Regions from separate parts of the Mus musculus genome. Here region 2 is linked to region 1. The links are chromatin contacts, called in public promoter capture Hi-C maps. All regions are on one chromosome and are shown on one strand. The core of a region is the stretch at or near the end of the contact, and the rest is flanking DNA. Distances in the headings are between cores, read along the strand shown.

What was found. Promoter capture Hi-C pulls out the DNA fragments that hold promoters and counts their contacts.
Region 2: a contact with region 1 is called in a promoter capture Hi-C map of hippocampal neurons, with 2.7 times the contacts expected there. A contact is called at or near these places in 3 of 39 promoter capture datasets (the 3T3-L1 cell line, the C10 cell line and hippocampal neurons), 1 of 130 datasets of targeted methods (astrocytes) and 1 of 9 other capture datasets (embryonic stem cells).

What each region holds. Positions count from the first base shown.
Region 1 is chr19:23,371,874-23,377,112 of GRCm38.p6, forward strand. It overlaps Mamdc2 (MAM domain containing 2), which reads right to left. Exons shown (of 14, transcript NM_174857.3): 5 at 2,045-2,182. Among named protein-coding and RNA genes, the nearest start is that of Mamdc2, 74 kb to the right of the region's middle.
Region 2 is chr19:24,028,601-24,033,839 of GRCm38.p6, forward strand. Fam189a2 (family with sequence similarity 189, member A2) reads right to left here and starts at 2,419. Exons shown (of 11, transcript NM_001114174.1): 1 at 1,948-2,419. The coding sequence starts at 2,337.

The sequences.
Region 1 (5,239 bases), core at 1,983-4,482:
CATGAGATGAGTCCACAGAGAGCAAAATCTGCTGCTGCAGGCAGACATCTGGATCATTTAATCTTTCCTTTGCCACCCAAATTGATAGAGTGCAGAGAAAAATCAATATATCCAATACAAGGCAAATGAAATAAGAGAGGCAATTTCTATCTTCTTTAGAGTGTTGGTAGTTTTCTTTTTCTGCAAGAGTCACACTGGGCAAACCTTTGGTATCGTGTGGGCGGAACTCCTTAGATAAATATTTTAGAATCTTTAGAGCTCATCTTTTTATGCTTCAATTTAAGTAATAGGGTGACTTTATGGGTGTTCATGCACGGAGTGTGTGTGTGTGTGTGTGTGTGTGTGTGTGTGTGATGAGCATATGTGTGTTGAGTGGTTGTTGTGGTTTGGATGAAAAATGGCTCCCATAGACTCATATGTTTGAAAGCTTGGTCCCAATTGGTAGAACTATTTGGTAGGGATTAGAAGATAGGTCTTGTTGGAGGAGGTATGTCACTGGGGAGGACAAGGGGGACTTTCCATGCTAGGCTCAGTCCTTCCTTCCTCTGGATTGTGCGTCAGATGCAAGCTCTTAGCTACCCTCTAGCACCTTGTCTGCCTGCCTGCTGCCATGCTATCTGTCACAATGGTTTTGAACTCACTTCTGAAACTGTAAGAAAGCCCCCAATTAAATGCTTTCTTTAGTAAGTTTCCATGGCAGCAGGGGTTGTTTATTGTGCTGGGGAACAAGTTCAGCATCTTGTGTAGGCTAGGCAAGTTCTCTTACCACTGAGCTGAGTTCCTGCAGGTGAGGTCTTAAAGAAGCCTGTAAAATAGAGGCTGAAAAGGAGCTAGCTAACCTTTTGTCAGTGCATATAGTAATTTTCTTTATATTGTTTTAAAACATATTCACTATTTTTTTTAATTATTTGAAAAAATTTTAAATATCCCCTTCTTTTTGAATTTAAGAAAAAATCCAAATACTTATTAAGTGGACTTACATTCTTATACAAGGTAATCAAAGATGACCACTCTGCACAGGTGTCAACTGTCTATTTTGCCACACTCACTTAGTCCGAAGGCCACCTGCTTAATCTATCTGGCCCTTGTGGAAAACTGAGTCTGAGATTCTGGGTACAAGGAGGAGGGGGAGTATTAACAAAGAGAGTGGTGTTGTCAAGATGTAGACTCCAGAGCCCAAGTGACCTGTAGAATGGATACACTGGACATAAAGTTGGAGACATGTTTTTAAACATTTAGATAATGAGAAACTGCAGTCAGTAAAGGACAGAGAGTAAGAAACCACAAACAGTTGCCTTGTGTCCAGCTAAGGGTCCACGCAGTCATGAGTAAATAATCAAAACTGAATGGACTCTTCACTATCTGTGAGGATGTATCAGGAGTGAAAATGCAAAGGATCCAATGTCCTTACGTTCGCTTTCGAGGAAAGCCAGGATCTTCGCAATACTTAGGAAAGACCACAGACTGGGGGACTGCTCTGTCTTGGAGATGAGGAGACATAGTGATTTACAAAACTACCAAGGCCAGATGTGACCAGTGAGACACCGGAGGAAGGACACCCTTGCTCTGGTCTACCTTCGGACTTTCTCCTGCCCTCGCTGTGAGAGCCTCTGCATTTTCCTTGCAGAGTGCTTGCGTACTTGGCCACCAGGGGGCCCTATTGCACCCTTCAGAAGGAATAATCATTAGCATTGGTGGTCTCATGGGAAATTCTTAAGGGCTGGTCACCCTGCGATCTATTTTTAATAAAGACAGCCTTGTCTTTAGAAATGAGAACAGCCAAATAGATAAGAAGTAAAACATTTCATGGGAATGTAAAAACAGCCAAGGTTATAGATGAGCCGAAGACTCACTCTGTGGCTTCCTTAGCTACATACAAGCTTATGTCTGCAGTTTTCTGTCTCATAGATTGTCCCTCTCTCCTGCCTCTTCCACCTGGTCTTCCATTGTGTCCCCACCCCTTATTCTGTCGACCAAAGCCAGGCAGTGGGAGTTGAAGGCAACGTTCACCCTGGAAAGAAGACTGCATTTGTGGTCGGCTCACCGTGCTCACTCCTGAAGGTGTGATCCTGTGGGAGGATGGAGTGGGTGTTCTTCGCAGTTCCTCCTCCCACGAACCAGTTCACATTGGGATTCCAGCGGTTCACAAAGCCACAGAGATGGTTTTCTTCAAAGTCACATTCTGGAGGAAGAGACGTAAACAGACATTTCATGGAGCTGCAGTTACACCGGGGGGGGGGGGGGACACCCATACTGACTGCATACTCTGACCTTAGTCATTCTAAGGGCTCTTTTTCTCAACCATCGACCAGAAATTCAGAACAATATCGGGCAAGGAGAGAGATCCAGTAATGAGTCGATGTTCTGATTCATCATTGCCTCTCTGAGCCCTTTCTCCTATTAGCCATGTGGCTTGTTGTTCTCCTATTAGCCATGTACAGCTCTCAGTATGTCCATGCTTGATATTAGCTGATGAGTTTTTGTCAGCCTACTAAATTAATCAATTGGTCAAAGTTTTGGTCCCGGGGCTACATCCAAGGTCTTGTATGTGTTCATCATGCACTTTACCAGTGACCTGTGTTCACAGCTCTAATGTGTCTATTTTACTGTACTATTTTAGAGTTATTCCTCAGCTCTAGACATTTTCTCCACCACCCTTTCTGTTCCCTGATGGCCCAGCCCTCCATCTCTCTGTGGCGAACAAGACTTCCAGAACTCAGAGGCACGTTTCCAAGATGCTGAAACCCCCCCCCCCCACTTGTCTGATGAGTAAGAGTCGAGTGAGAGTATGTGGGAGAGGAGCACACTGGGACCAGGGCCTTTCTGCAACTCCTGCCTAGAGATGAGGAAGACTGAAGTAAAATCTCTGTGCTTGGGAATGGTGTCGTGTTGCTTCTGTACATTGCTTCTCATCAACAAACTCTTTTAGCAGGGAATTTATAAACATAACTCAGCCGCTGACCCCATAATCCTGCAATTATCAAACAAAGGATGATTCCCGTCCTATTCTTCTCTACTGCTCCATCCCCCTTGTTGGGTTCCACCAAGGGAGGGGAAAGAGGTTGATATCAGGCTTAGAACCCATCTCCATCACTGCCAGACTACCATGGTGAGCTATGGCCCTTTATAGAAGGAACAGCCTAACCAGAAGTCTTGACCATACAACCACCCTTTCCACTTGCTAGTAATTCCTCTTCCTGTCCTGGCTAGGAAGCGAAGGGTCAAATATGGCCTTGACCATCCTTGGCTAGCCAGATGGCAGGTTATGAGTCATAGCTGGCTCTAATTCTGGTCACTGTGCCAGCACCTGTTGGCATTTTTACTTTGCAAGGCTTTGTGGTCTGGTTGATGTCAATGGGCTTTCTTCAAATTACAGAGGCGGATCCCCACCTCCACTCCCACACCCCACAGAGCCACCCCGTTCCCACCAGAATCCTAGCTGGGACAGTTGTCAGCGTGCACTGACAAATTTTAAAATTTCTTTTTTTTTTTTCAAATTACCACGGCAGTATCTGCCAACTGATGCTCAACATGTAGTGCCAAGGGCTGTCATGGAGTGGAATAAAAAGCAAAATCCTCCTTAGTGTGCCAGGCAGCAGCCTAAGCTTCTTCTATGAACTCACTTAATCCCCAGCATCGCTCCAGATAGACAGTGTTATGAATCCAATTGCACTGAAGGGGAACCAAGAGAAGAGGAGAACACAGAGCTAGGAAGGGTGACAGTGTGGCATCCTTTTTGTTGTAACCAAACCAGAAGCCACCGTATCATCTGGGGGCAAGAACTGAACGTTACTTCAGTGCCAGTACTTTGTCAACCACCCTTAACTCTACTTCTCAGCCATCACGGGAACCAGCTTCTGTCTTTCTTTCTTTCTTTCTTTCTTTCTTTCTTTCTCTCTCTCTCTCTCTCTCTCTCTCTCTCTCTCTCTCTCTCTCTCTCCCTCCCTCCCTCCCTCCCTCCCTCCCTCCCTCCCTCCCTCCCTCTCTCTCTCTCTCTCTCTTTCTTTCTTTCTTTCTTTCTTTCTTTTTTTACTGGCGATGAGGACAAGTGTGTGTGTGTGTGTGTGTGTGTGTGTGTATACATGCACGTGCCCACGTGCACATGCAGTCAGGGACTGATCCAGCGGAGCTCCCCAAATGTGTCTGACTGCTTCTGTGTGTGGAATGGCAGCACCCAGACTACTCAAAGGAGGAGACTGAATGGAAGTTCTCTGCATCTACATAAAGTACTTTTTTTTTTTTTTAGTCTCTTTTTCTTCGTTGCATTAGAGGTATCAGTGAAAGACCAAACATAGAAGCCAGAGCACAGGGCATTCATGTAGGCTCCTTGTTCAGGAGCAGCATTAACCCTTCACTGACTTCAGCTGAGTCTCCAGTCTAAATATTGTCAATGCTGAGGTGTCTCTCAGATCTACTGATTTTTTTTTTTCTTTTCTACTCTCTGATCCCAACCCCCCAGTTTAAGGTCCTCATTCTATAATCCCTACAAATCCGTGTTTCTTCTGGGATTTTCCTAGGTCCTATGTATCTGTATTTCCTTGTTTCCAGTTCATGGACACCACTGCCATCATCTTGAAGCCACAGCTGCATGCCTGTCCCCTGCAGGCTAACTCTAGCACCTCCCTACCTCATAATTCCAGAAAGCCAGGCTCCCTGCCCTGAGTCCTGTTTCTATAGGAAGCCCCCTGAGGGTTCTGACAACTCAGCTCTGGGGTCTGCACCTGTCTGCTCAGATCTCGCAGCCTCAGCCCCCCAAAGAACCCGTTCCTCCCATGTGCACCTTCGCAGACACCAGCCTCTCATCATGTAAAGTGTAATGGCCGGTGTCTAAGGAGGAATAGTCAGGCACCCGTGGACCAGGGACTATCCTCTCTTCCTGCCTTCTCAAAACTGTCACGTAGACAATTGATCCTGCCTACACCAGCTAGGATCTAAGTGACAATAGAGATCATTAAGATAGCAGCAGCAGCAGCAGCAGCAGCAGCAGCAGCAGCAGTTTAACAAGAAAGTAGATGACAGGATAGATTGTCTGCTCTTCTGGCAAAGGGCACACACACACACACACACACACACACACACACACACACACAGAGTTCACAGCAAACCAGCAATTATTTTTATCAGAGCTGGGTGGGGTTAGAGAGCATCGCCCGAGGGAGAAGTTGGTTTTGCTTGTTAACCCAGCCAGTTAGAGCAAATGCTAATGAGCCTTTCCACACGGAAGATGGAGGATCAATGT
Region 2 (5,239 bases), core at 1,169-3,668, 660 kb after region 1:
GCAAACCAATTTCAGACTTTAATTTTAGAGAAAAGCAAATACATTGTGTGTGTGTGTGTGTGTGTGTGTGTGTGTGTGTGTGTGTGTGTGTGTTGTGTGAATAGTTTTTAGTATGTCTGTATGTATGTGGTGGCAGAGAACGACACTGGGTACGCTCTCCACCTTATCTTATTTTTAGAGACTGGGTGTCTTATCCGTTTGGTTAGCCTGACTAGCCAATGAACTTCAAAGATCCACTGCATCCATCTTCTTCCGACCCCACCCCAGGCACTGGGGTCCAGGCACCCCTCTCCCCAAACCCAGCTGTTTGGGTGGGTTCCAGGGATCCACACCCAGGCCCCCACATTTACACAGCACACATTTTACTGAGTGGGTCATCTCCCTAGCACCTCCCACAAACATTTTTTTTTAATAAACTAGCTATCTTGAGAGAACATGGATTATGATTTTACAAAAAGTAAATCCATAAAATACAAACAAGATTCTAACCCGGGGTACTTAAGAAATGCAGCAGCCATTTGAATGACAAGCCTGGCAGGAGGCAGGGGAGGCACTATTCTCAATCGACACCCTACACTTCAGAGTATTCCAGAATGCTCACAAAGATAGCAGCAGAGTTCAGGGTCAGAACAATAGAGTGGAACTCTCTTTACCTAATACTTAAGTTCTGGACTTCACTTTCTATAGCACAATAGGATTGAGGTCCCAACAGAACCATTTAGCAAAGGTCTTTAGAGGAAGTAGAGATTGATACCAGGTACTACAAAATTCTGGGTTAGGCCAGAAAAACGTTATGTTCTTAATGTTCCCACTTGAACAATTACACTAGGTTCAATATGTTCTCGTACTTTAATAAAAAAAAAAATTGGTCTTGACTCTGGGTATGTTTTAACCAGTAGAGCACAAACTGTGGGCTCACTGAAGATCATAGAAAAAGCTATAGACACTGTAGGGCTTTTATAGAAAGGTCATTTGCCGTTCTCATCCTCCACAGTCCTTGCACAAGGACCTGCTTCCAAGTCTCCAGGCCCCTGGCAAACCTCAAGGGGTTATGGATGCCTTAAAAGTTGTGACACCGTTCGGAGGCAGGGATGAGTAGCCATCCATCCAGTCTACAAATGCTTGCTCACTGGCAACCACTTTTCTCAGAGGCCGGGCTTCCCTATGCCCCATTGGCCAAGGAGGCGGGGCCAGGCGCCAGGGTAGGACAGACATCCCCAGCTAGCTGCGCCAACTTCTGGAGTTCTGGGGTGTGCATCCGTAATGACAGGTTCTGTTTCTTGAGCATCCACTTCTGCAGAGCAGCTTTGGTGACTCCAGGAACCCACCCAGGGTCTGAGCCCTTCTTTAATGACCAGGTATAAGTCATCAGTCACAGGCAACCTCCTATTACCTCGGAGCTCCTCAGGGTTCAGTCATCCAACTCCAGATAATCTTTCATTTATCCTTGTCTTAATGAAGAATAAAAACAAGTCAACCAACCCTCCCCCCTTCACTCTGTCACTCTGTCCATTCCAGAAGTACCCCACCCTGTACGGGTACTGTTGATGTGTCAGTGAGGAAAACCTATCAAAACCCCTGTCCTCCCGGAGTTTGCTTTGCCAATGCAGTATTCAGTGGCCACAAAAAGTTTCAAATTCTTTTTCGCCCATCCTCATGTGAGTCTCTCAGGAGCTTGATACCGTGCTTAATGTTAACTTGACGGAAACAAAATCCTTAACGTGTAAGGGACAGACACTGGCCAGGTGCAATCCAATTCTCCCTTCAACTTGACTGTCTCCCGACACTAACCTCCCACACCCCACCCCCACTTATTGTCGCCTACACTTCAGGTGGCTTTAGGGTCCCCGCTCCCCCAATAGAGGTCAAACAAAAACAATGGAAGGGACCGTCCACAACACACTGCCGCGAGGGTGGGCCCCGCAGAGAGGTACTCTCGGTACTCACCGAGGAGCCAGCCCAGAATGGGCACGAGTTCTTCACCTGCGGCGAGCTGCTCAGCGACAGCGCCCCGAAGCTGAGCGCCACCATGCAGCAGCCCAGGATCAGCTGCAGGAGCCCGAGCGACAGCAGCGGGCGCGCGGGCAGCAGCGCGGAGCCTGGCGCGGCGGGGCGGCGGGACGCGAGCGCCGGCGGCGGGGCCAGCACGGCGGCGGGGGCGCAGCGGGGCCGGGCTGGAGGCTGCAGAGCACCCCGGGGCCAGCGCGGCCGCAGCGGGGGCAGCGGCGGCTCCTGAGCGGCGGCGGCGGTGGCGGCGCCAGGACCCCCGGCCTGAGGTCCGCCCGACAGCCCCGCCACCGGGCAGCAGGAGCCCGGGAGCACCACCGGCAGAGACATGGGCGCGCGGCGGGCGGGCGGCGCAGCCGAGCGGAGGGCGCCGCGCACCGGGCACCCGCGCCGGCGCCGCGCAGGACGGACTGCGCACGGCCCAACCACTTGCTGCCGCGGCCAGCGCCGGCCGCGCCCACGTGCCCCGCGGGGCCCGCCCCCCGCCGTCCCCTCTCGGTCACCCACGGTGACAAGTGCGCCGTTGCCTTGGGGTCACCGGGAAAAGTGTCCAGGGACGGCGGGAACCATGCAGCTAGCGGCTCAACCGTTGTCAGAGTCTGTCTGCAACCGCGGCGCCAAGGGACCCGTGGTGGACCCAGGTCCCTTGAGCTGGCAACCTTTAAATAGGAAAGGAGTCCCTTGTGGTTCTCCTCCTCCACCACGCCCGGAGGAGGGGCTGTGGGCGACCCGACGGGAAAAGGTCCTAGCCCGGAAAGAGGACACTCACTGGACGTTACCGCCCGGGAATGCAATCTGCATCTATGGCTTCTATGGAGAGTTCCCGGCTCTGTCGGTGCAGCTCTGCCGGGAGGGAACAGAGTGCTTTCCCAGCACCAGAGTGGGAACAATAGTGGCCAGGCCAGGTTACCTTGGGAGACACTAGTCAGCAATCACAATGGAAGAGCCCAGGGCGGCCCTGTGCAGTTGGCAGGGGTCACAAGCTCCATCCTTTTAGCTTTGACCGGGAGCTAATTGGCATCACATGATAGAACACAGGCTCCCAAACTTCGCAGGAAATGGTCTAATGAAATCTTAATCTGCCTTGGTAATTTATAATATATGTATCGAACTTTGAGGGGAAAAAAAGCAATTATTCGCCTTTGCACAAAAGTTTCCCCTAATAGAATGTCTAGACGGCTCATGTATCATAGGTAAGAGGGTGATCATGAACTTCTTTTCCAGGTAAGGACAAGAGCAGTGTCGGTTTGCAGCCAGTTGTAGCCCTTGAAAGCTTGGCTTATTGGAAAGGTGAAGGAATCTAATGCCCTCCTGTTGAGTAAAAAGAGAAAAGCAGGTTTGGCCGTGTGTTCTGCTTGCGAAGGCTGTATTGATGCTGAACATTATGTCCCACAATGTGATGTATTAGACATGTGCGGGTGTTTACATACACACTTTTAAAATCATTAAACCACCATGTTTAATAGTACCTGTGACTTCTTTTCTGACTGCTCCCAGGAATAAATGTCAAGGTTGGGGGCAGGGTGTAGTTTGGCTTTTGTTTTGTTTTTAAATGAACACTGAAAATCTGATGTCCCGTGTACTTAAGAACAAAACCTACAATAGATGCTCTTAAATTGCAGGTGAAGACGAGTTTCATCCCTTCAGTGCTGTGATTATAACTTTTATTTTAAACACAAGCTTAAAAGTATTTAATTCTTAAGGCTGGATGACACCCTGCAATACAGTGTGTCTACTTGAGTGTTCAGACATTCTCTCAGCTAAATAAATCTATTTATTCTATTGGCCAGAGCCTGACACCTGAACCATGCCATTAAAAATGCATTCCTTGTGTCTAAGAATGTTTGCATTAGAAGTCAGGATACCCGCTTTCCCTTGGGGATATTTATGAGTAGGATGAGGTTGGGGGAGGTGTGGGTGACAATCTACTTTTCAATGCCAGTGCTAATTACACAGCAAGGGTTACTCTGATAATCTATATGGTTACACTTAGGGTCTTTCTGCTTCTCCGTATTTTTATACTTAAGGATCTTCCTAAAAGACTTCAAATGCCCAAAGCTTTTAGGTGTTATCTCTATGTAGAAACACAAAGTAGCAAAGACAAGTAAAAATCCATAGGGGGTCTTAATCTACCAGATCTACACATTAGAAGGTCACAGGACCTCCCTGGAAACTCCTACTTAAGGGAACTTATTGTTCTGTTTCTCTCCCCCACCCCAACTCTTTTGTTGTTATCGACCTGTATACGGCTGTGAATGTCTTGTTCCTGTTTTCAGAAGCACAAGTCTAGATAAATTGCCCCACCCTTTAAAGTTGCAGCAATTATTGTCCTCTGGTATTTGTGCTTAAGATTCTTGTAACCAGAGCTCGACTGTTCAGACTTCACACCACCACCTGCTTAAGTATTCGGTCATACTTCACTGAACTGTAGGAAACAGATCTCTTACACCATCAATTCAGGTCCACTGAGTCCAGCTTGGTATAGAAGATAATAGTCAAACAGGCAGGGAATGGAACGGGAGAGGTGGGCAGGGGGAAAGCAGGGGAGGAAACTGAACCTTCCTTATAGGGTAGGGAGTTCCTCCAAAAGTGACAATTGGCATTAACACAATCTATGTCAGATGTGCACACAAATTGTCCCATAATCTTCCATAGTAGAAAGATGGTTGGGAGCGACCCATCAGTAAGTCAACTAGATGAACATACAGCTAAAACACAGGGTACCCACCCAGTGGAATGAAGTACTTATGCATGCTACAATGTGGATGGACCCTGGAAACAGGCTAAGTTAAAGGCCAGTCACAGAATGCACACACTATACAATTCTATTTTGATGGAATATCTACAGCAAACAAATCCATAGAGATTTGCTTTGTGCTTTGTGGTTGTTGAGTGCTTGGGAAATGGAGAGATTGGGGTGGGGGAGGGGGATAGCTAATGAGTATGGTGGTTTTTTTGTTTTGTTGTTGTTCTTGTTGTTTTTAAGGTGATAAAAGTATTCTACGATTGACTGTGGTGATGATTGCACAAGTCTCTGAATATGTGAAAAACATGAATTAAATTCTTTGTTTAGATAAGACACGTTGTATGCATGATATGTGGATTATGTCTCGGTAAAGTTATTACAAAAAAAGAATAAACAACATTAAGAAGAAGCTCTAGAAGAATTGACCCAGATGCCTTCTTTATGTAGGCAAAAGTTCAAGCTAACAATAGCTACACTGTATTGTTT